Regions from separate parts of the Zea mays genome. Here all the other regions are linked to region 3. A link is a contact called in public Hi-C data. All regions are on one chromosome and are shown on one strand. The core of a region is the stretch at or near the end of the contact, and the rest is flanking DNA. Distances in the headings are between cores, read along the strand shown. Region 1 holds the start of LOC100280191. Region 2 holds the start of LOC100283974 (40S ribosomal protein S2-like). Region 3 holds the start of LOC541682 ((S)-adenosyl-L-methionine:delta 24-sterol methyltransferase).

Evidence for each region. A called contact is a pair of places that touch in the nucleus more often than the background predicts.
Region 1: a Hi-C map of tassel shows a contact between it and region 3, with 2.2 times the contacts expected there. The contact joins the promoter of LOC100280191 here to the promoter of LOC541682 in region 3. A contact is called at or near these places in 7 of 25 Hi-C or Micro-C datasets (bundle sheath, ear, leaf and 1 more).
Region 2: a contact with region 3 is called in a Hi-C map of ear, with 2.2 times the contacts expected there. The contact joins the promoter of LOC100283974 here to the promoter of LOC541682 in region 3. A contact is called at or near these places in 3 of 25 Hi-C or Micro-C datasets (ear, leaf mesophyll and tassel).

The regions. Positions count from the first base shown.
Region 1 is chr7:18,953,413-18,956,112 of Zm-B73-REFERENCE-NAM-5.0, forward strand. It overlaps LOC100280191, which reads right to left and starts at 1,448. Exons shown (of 2, transcript NM_001367922.1): 1 at 1-1,448. The coding sequence starts at 1,153.
Region 2 is chr7:18,996,472-18,999,171 of Zm-B73-REFERENCE-NAM-5.0, forward strand. LOC100283974 (40S ribosomal protein S2-like) reads left to right here and starts at 1,363. Exons shown (of 2, transcript NM_001374374.1): 1 at 1,363-2,224. The coding sequence starts at 1,547.
Region 3 is chr7:18,655,731-18,658,478 of Zm-B73-REFERENCE-NAM-5.0, forward strand. It overlaps LOC541682 ((S)-adenosyl-L-methionine:delta 24-sterol methyltransferase), which reads right to left and starts at 1,324. Exons shown (of 14, transcript NM_001112601.2): 1 at 1,116-1,324; 2 at 1-104. The coding sequence starts at 73. It also overlaps the pseudogene LOC109941033.

The DNA.
Region 1 (2,700 bases), core at 198-2,697, 300 kb after region 3:
ACCCGTTGCAGATGTTCTCCGGCAAGTCGCCACGGAAAGCGTTGTAGCTCAGGTCCAGCTTGCTGAGGTTCCGGCACCGCAGGATCGATCTCGGGAACTCTCCGCCGAGGCCATTGCCGGAAACGATGAGCTCCTGCAGGCTCCTGAGCTCGCCGAGAACATCCGGCACCTCGCCGGCGAGGCGGTTGTACGCCAGGTTGAGCAGCGTCAAGTTGGCGCACTGCGCGAGCTGCGCGGGGATCCCGCCGGACAGGTCGTTCGTGCTGGCCTCGAAGTAGGTGAGGCTGGCGGCGTCCCCGACGGACGCCGGGATGGCGCCGGAGAGGAGGTTGTCACCGATGCGCACGTTGGAGAGGCCGCGGCACCGGCCGATGGTGTCCGGGATGGTGCCGTTGAGGCGGTTCAGGGTGAGGATGAGGACCTGCAGGTTGCCGCGCTCGAAGAGGCTGCTGGGGATGCTCCCTTCGAGCGAGTTGGAGTGGAGGTTGAGCACCTGGAGCTCCGACGAGAGCCCGAGCCCCGGCGGGATCGGGCCGGACAGCGCGTTCTCGTAGGCGGACAGCACGCGGAGGCCCGGCAGCCCCGCGAGCCAGCCGGGGAGGGCGCCGGTCAGGTTGTTGCCCGATATCTGCAGCTCCTGGAGCCCCTTGAGGCCCCTGAGCTCGTCGGGGATGGCGCCGGACAGCGCGTTGTTGGAGAGGTTCAGGAACCGGAGCCTCGACGCGCCGCCTAGCGCGGGCGGCACGGCGCCGGCGAGCGCGTTCATCGAGAGGTCGAGGAACTCGAGGCGGGTGAGCGCGCCGAGCGCCTGCGGGACTCCGCCGCTGAGCGAGTTGGCGGAGAGGTCGAGGCGTGCCAGCTCGCGGAGCTCGGCGGCGGCGGCGAAGTCCCCCCGGAGCCCACGGCGCGGCAGGTCGATCGCGGTCACCGCGCCGCCGCCGCCGGCGCAGGTGACGCCGCGCCACGCGCAGTGGTCCGCGCCCGGGCCCCAGCCCGGCGGCGCCAGGTCCCGCCGCAGCGCCTGCATTGCCGCGGCATCCCCGCCGCCGCCGGCTGTCCCGGCGCCGTCCACCGTCCCCGGCGCCGAGGAGCACGCCGAGAGGAGGGCCAAGAAGAGGAAGCTGCGGCGGTAGCAAGGGGTGGAGGAAGGCATTTGGGGGTGGGGATTCTTGGCCTGGGCCCTGGGGCGAGCCGGGGGCAAGGGAAGGCAGTGGTGGTGGTGGTGCCCAGGCCTGGCGTGTGCGTGTTCGTGCGCCTGCTTTTCTGTGTGGTTTTGGGTGGTAGCCTGGTATGGTAGGGGAGGAGCGGAGAGAGGGGGGCCCCCGCACACCACACGGCGACAGGGGCCGTGGCTGCTGCTGCTGCCGCCGCCGCTCGCTCCCACTCGCACTCCGTCGGGGAGAGAGAGAGAGGGAATGTGTTTCTGTGACTGAGAGAAAGAAAGTGGACGAGAGGAGAGAGGAAAGCCCGAAGGTGGTCTTCTTGCTCAACATATGGGTTGAAATTCTAGTACTACAGTAGTACTGAGAGAGTGTGCGAAAGGGCAGTGGATACCCCACCATGAGAGGCTAGGTGAACGCCACTGTTGTACACCGATGTCCGATAGCATATTGCGTTGAGGATTAGACTGCCTCCAGCAATACACGCTAAATGATTCTGTACTCTAAATTTAGAGTACGAAACGTTCTCTACGCCGTCCAACAAGGAACACTAAAAGGAACTCTAAAATATAGAGGACGTACGGCGAACACTAAACATAGAGGAGTCCTTACGCGCGCTATCCGTCTGCTCAGCACTGGGCCCGCTCTTCAATGTGGTCATCCGTCTGCAGCTACCTCTGCTGGCCAATTAATTCTATTCTTTTTTTGCGTGTAAATCTAATAGTAGCAGCACTTTTGCTAATTGGGATTATTAGATTAGTATTATCAGTTTATGTCCAATACATATATAGATATGTACGTAGACGGCGTTATGAAAAAACGATTAGTAATGTCGGTTGCAAAATGTAATTATTATAATTAGTTCCTAATTCATTTTTATAAAATTTCTAGAAATAAATAACTTCATTTTTCCATTACGCACATAAGTTCAAATTGTGTTAATATCAAAAAATGAGTATTAAAATGAGTATATGAATTCTGTTAGATATAGAGTACCGAATTTAGAGGATGTTGCTGGAGTTGGCGAAGATATAGAGAACGAAATTTTTTAGAGGATTCTGTAAAAGACAGAGAATATTACTTTAGTAGATAGAATTTAGAAGACGTTGCTGGAGAGAGCCTTAGAGCTAGGAGGCGAGTGTTGATACTTGGTAGTGTCTTAGTATATTACTATATACGTGCACAGATCTTAATTTGATGATCAATAAACCAATGATCAGACGGGGGCAAAGTCTTGGCATGCGCTATGCTTTTGATTCTGCTATGAATATCTAATCCTCCCTTTTATTTTATTTTTCTTTTCCTATGGTTACCGCCGTGAATTCAGCAAGTCTGAATAGACACAGAAAAAAAGAAGGGACCAAAATGTAGATGATGTTTTGAGATATATTGGTAGTACATGGCTCACCTTCAAAAGGGATATAAGAACAACTCTTATCTCTCATTGCGACATAATAAGGCATTGAATATTGTCACCCAAACCCGTAACTACGTAGAGGTGTGGATGTGCACAAGCACGGAGACGATGCGTGCGATAGCA
Region 2 (2,700 bases), core at 113-2,612, 340 kb after region 3:
TCAAATTTGTTATCGTCCGTATTCGAGTGTGAATCGTTATCATTACCATTTATGTTACATTTCACGAACCAAACGCCACCCAAGATCTTGGACTGTTTTCTCAAGATAAAAGGATCAAAATCCGATGGGATATGTAGATGTTGGATATCTCTTGGATCCCCTAATGTTAGATCCCATCATGGTTTTGTGTTTCTCTTTGGTGCTATTGCTATATACTAGAATCGAAGTAAACACGTACTAGTAGCGATGTCTAGTAACTACATATATGAAGTCACATGTGAATGTGTTTGGCTACAACAGATAAGTAATCACATCCATGAGTTGTATGGTTTTGACACCTCAAATGCCCCACATTTATCTACAAATAGAAACATGTTATATTAGAATAGTATGGCAAAACATATTTCTCCTATTTTTTTCCTATCATCACTAACTCTATAATAAGGGTGAAGAAAATTGTGCAAGTTAAGATAATTTTTTCTATCCTAATTTGACTAATTTATTCATCAAATTCTTGCTTGTGATCACATTCAAAAGTTCAGTTTAAGGTATAGAGATGAGCCACTTAAGAAACCTACACGGTTTAGAGGGAGAGCACTCTTAACTATTAGCCTATGTCATTTGATCTTGAAAATCACTTTATTTTTTCCTTTGCTTTTTTTTGGAGTTTTAAGGAGGCATGAGTTAGTAATGTCATTTGTCCAGAGAGTGTTAAGAAACTCTATAAGGCTTTGCTCGTTTATCTTGGAATACACCCAAAATTGTTCCCGCTAATCAAATCTTATATAAATTAGGCAATCAATCCGGGCCACAAATCCGTGGAAAACTGAACGACCCCTAATGAATTATATGGGACAATACCAAACATATCTCTAGAAACATATTTAGTTTCTTATATAATAGATAGGTAGCCCTTTTTAATAGATAATAAAAGAAGAGTTCATCTATTATGTTTTTCTTACCTCTATTTATGCTTGCATTGTCACGGAAAGAGAATCAATAAATAGATCTTCTATATCTTTTTATGTCTCTATTACTAAAGGAAAGGTTTAAAATACCAATATAATATCTGCGACCATATTAGACCGTCTCCAACGGTTCACCCATATAGTCAATCAAAACACTGTTATAATGTAGACTATACTATTTACACAGAGTGAAGTTTGAATATAGAGATAAGATGGGTAGACTCTTAGAGATAGCCTCACACTCAACATAACTAATTGAATACCAACAACCCACAATGTGCCTAACCCGATTCTGGCCCACTGTCCATCCATTCAAGGAATCCACTAGACTTCGCACAGCCAATGCACTGGGCGCCCGAGTCCATCTACTCATTCTCCACGGCTCATTACAACCGCACGGCCCAGTCCAACTTCTCGTTCCCCCAAACCCTAATCCCTTTCTCCACTGCCACGTTGTATATAAGCCGCCGCCAGCTTCAACGCAGCTGCCCTCCCAAACCCTCGCGCCGCCGCTCCCCAGCACATCGCTCCCAGCGCGCCAAATCGGCGGCAACCTCGGACCCTTCACTCACCCAGCTATGGCGGAGCGAGGCGGCGAGCGTGGCGGAGAACGCGGCGGCGAGCGTGGCGGTTTTGGCCGCGGGTTCGGTCGCGGCGGGCGCGGCGACCGTGGTGGTCGCCGTGGTGGCCGGCGCGGCGGCCGCCAGCAGGAGGAGGAGAAGTGGGTGCCCGTCACCAAGCTCGGGCGCCTCGTGAAGGAGAACCGGATCAACAAGATTGAGGAGATCTACCTGCACTCGCTGCCGGTCAAGGAGCACCAGATCGTGGAGACCCTCGTCCCGGGGCTCAAGGACGAGGTGATGAAGATCACGCCCGTCCAGAAGCAGACCCGCGCCGGGCAGCGCACGCGTTTCAAGGCCTTCGTCGTCGTCGGCGACGGGGACGGCCACGTCGGGCTCGGCGTCAAGTGCGCCAAGGAGGTCGCCACCGCCATCCGTGGCGCCATCATCCTGGCCAAGCTCTCGGTCGTGCCCGTCAGGAGGGGCTACTGGGGAAACAAGATCGGCCAGCCGCACACTGTGCCCTGCAAGGTCACCGGCAAGTGCGGGTCCGTCACCGTGCGCATGGTGCCGGCGCCCAGGGGGTCCGGGATTGTCGCTGCCCGCGTGCCCAAGAAGGTCCTCCAGTTCGCCGGCATTGAAGATGTCTTTACCTCGTCCCGTGGCTCCACCAAGACACTCGGTAACTTCGTCAAGGTATACCTGTTTAGATCTTTGTGTAATTATGTGTTATTACTTATTATTTGCTTCCTATGGTACTCTACACACTATGCATTTTTAGTTAATGTTATCTGCGCATCTTTCGATAGATTTTTAGTGTCCATCACAACATTTTATGGTCTAGATTTGTAACTTCATACTACATTTAGACTTATACAAATTTAGACAAAAAATGTAGTCTAAAGTTACAAATCTTTTGATATTTGTAACTACGAAGCTACCTAGCGTAGTTGTTTACTTGTATTTGTCTTCTATTAGAACTGAAATTTGAATGGGGCTTGTTATTATTTGGGCTTTGCGTCATGTATAACTTCCTTGGTAGGGTTAGTATATAAATAGAATCGCAATAAGTTGTCATTGCTATTTGGTCACTGCTGCACAGAGGCAGAATCAGCACAAAGTTCCATTGATTGTACCTCTACTACACCATGGTTCACCTTCACATGTGAACA
Region 3 (2,748 bases), core at 74-2,573:
CCGACTTGACTTCCACCTTGTTGATCTTCCCTCCGAGGCCAGAAGCAAGATCCAGCGCTCCCGACTTGGACATCGTGTAGGCGGCCGGGACGGATCAAATGCACCTGCAATAATTGCTGCATGTCAGAGACCAGAGTCTCCACTCCACCCGTCTCTTCAAGATTCCGATCCACGCCAACGATATGTACGTGGACAGGCCCACAAAAAAACAAAGAAAAAAGGGAGAAAAGTGATGGCGACTGGGCGAGTGGTAGGCTGGTAGCCGGCTGGCAGCAATGCACAGCAGAAAACAAAAGGATTCTAAAGATGCGGACAAAACAGAGTGAAAGCAAACATGTCAGCATCGAAGAAAATTTGGGAAAAGCGCTAAACTGCATTGGCGCTCAGGCAGGCAGGCAGGCGAAGGAATCGTCAGAGAGCTGGACGGATCGGGGACGAAGAAATCAAGAACGGCTTGGGTCTCCAGTATCCAGGGGCGGAGAAACGATTTTCTGCAAGGCCGACGGGCAAACGATTTCGGACGTAAAGGGGAGGAAGAAAGCTAACCCGTGAGCGGAAGGTGGCGCGCGGCAGCGGACAATGCTCGCCGGGGCGGGTGGCGCGTTCACTCTGTCCGAGCCTCCGAGGTAGAGAGGGGTTCCTTTCCTGCCGACTGGAGGAGTAGATTTGGCGAGGGCCGTGTGGGGATGGATCCACACTACGGGCTAGGAGGTGCAGCCGTGCAAGAGGGGATTTGAAGATGAGGACGAGCGGCGGCCGGCAAGGTGCGCTTGGTTGCGGTGGCAGTGGGACCTGGTGCGCCTCTGCTAGGAGCCGATGGGATCGGGGATCGGGACTAGTGACAGCCGTTTAATAGGGCATGTAGCATGTAGATTCGGCCCCCCAGCATCAACACGCACCGCGTTCCGAATCCAAACCCAGGCACGGCCAACCCCCAAACGAACGAAACCAAACGCACAAGCCAAAACCACCTCGATAATTCACGCAAAAACCGAAACAAACTTATGCAGGTGAAGCCTATGCAGGGCAAAACCGTCTCCGGAGCACCCCCCCAGCCCAATGCGAGGAAGGTAGCAGGAGGGCCTGGTCGAGCTCAACCAGCGCGGCAAACTTACCGTGGTCCGGGCGTGTTGCAGTGCGAGGAGCGGCGGATTCGGCGGGGCGCGTCCCGGGACGCCGCGGGCGGCGGGATCTGGTGCCTGCCGCCGGCTAGATCGGGCTAGGGCTCGCGCTCGGCGGTGGTGGGAGACGACGAGGTGGAGGTGGTGGTAATCTAGTGGAATGGGAGAGGAAGGAGAGACTGAGAGGGATTTAAGCAGTGGCCACTGGCCAGTGAGATTAATTAAGGCTGGCGGAGTATAACTACTATTTTTGTTAAGGCTTCGTGGGCTTGGCAATCCCCACGGGTGGGTTACAACATTGGGCCGGCGGTCCGGCCAAGCCTAAAATGGCATGTTTATATTTCGAGGTGGCCCGTTTAAATTTTGGGTCGGTCCAGACCGTTTAAATTTTGGGTCGTGCCGGGCGTCCATGGCCTGTCACGTAATTGGTTAAATGTGTTAGGGTTATTTTGGGCGACCTAAAATTATAAAAAGCACGAAATTTAATTTTTGGCCCGAAATTTATATTAGGACCCGAAATTCACCTCATAGCCCTAAATTCAAAACAAATTTAATAAAAGATAACTATTAAGAGGAGAATGTAGACTGCCCCCGCCTCAGCAGCCCCCGCCGCGAATCCCGCGCACGCCACAACCGCCGCGATGGATCCAGCCCCCCCCCCCCTCCCCCCCGCGATTCACCGCCCTGTCGTGGAAACCCTGCGGCGTGGCGAAGCGGAAGTCGCCGGAGACGTTCTTGACCTCGTGGTTGCCGAGGATGGGGAGGAACGCGCCTCCGCGTGTCTCGGCAGAGAGGGAAAGGCGGAGTAGGTATAGGAGGCGGAGCTCGTCGCCGCCGCGGTCGAGGATGTCGCCGAGCCGGACGGCGAGGGTGGGCCCCGCGGTCCATGAGGAGGAGGCGGAGGGGGAGTCGGGGGTGCAAGACGGGGGCACGAGGCCGACGAGGCAGAGCGCGGAGAGGGACTTGGGCAGGTCCCCGTGGAGGTCTCCGATGGCGATGAGCCGGGATGGACAAGGGATGAAGGTGGTCGGAGTCTTCGGGCGAGGAGGGAGCGAGGAGGAGGACGGGAAGGTCGGGAAGAAGATGCCGGACACGGCAAAGTCCACGAACGCGTCGGCGAAGGCGGATACGGCAGCCGGGAGGTCGCTGCAGGCGGGGACTGAGGGGGACGGGGTCACCACCATCTTTCTCTATTTGTGCTCCGGCGGCAGGGATTCCGGATTCGTTTTTGCGGCGTGCGCGGTTGAGCTGAAGATAGGAGGCGTTGGCTTCGTCTGCTTGATGGGCAGGAGTGGCAGCACGGGGATGTGGCCAGCCGGCCATGGCTGTATTACCTGTGATGAACGTGGGGGTCTCGCCCTGTCGTGGCCTTGGTCGATCCGGCGAGCGAATTCCTGGGCTCCCCTGATGAGTTTGTAGCTATTGTTGTTTTCGGTCCCCCCACACACACACGCGCGGCGGCGGTGCTGAAGAAGTAGCGGTCGTCGCCGTAGAGGCCCGGTGTGTCAGGCACGGCCGGCGCGATGCAGGGGATGAGGCGCATCACGCGCGCGGACGGGGTGCGGAACTGGAACACCAGCGCAGCACGCGCGCGGATGGAGTACTCGTGCTCGCCGCAGCGGAGCCG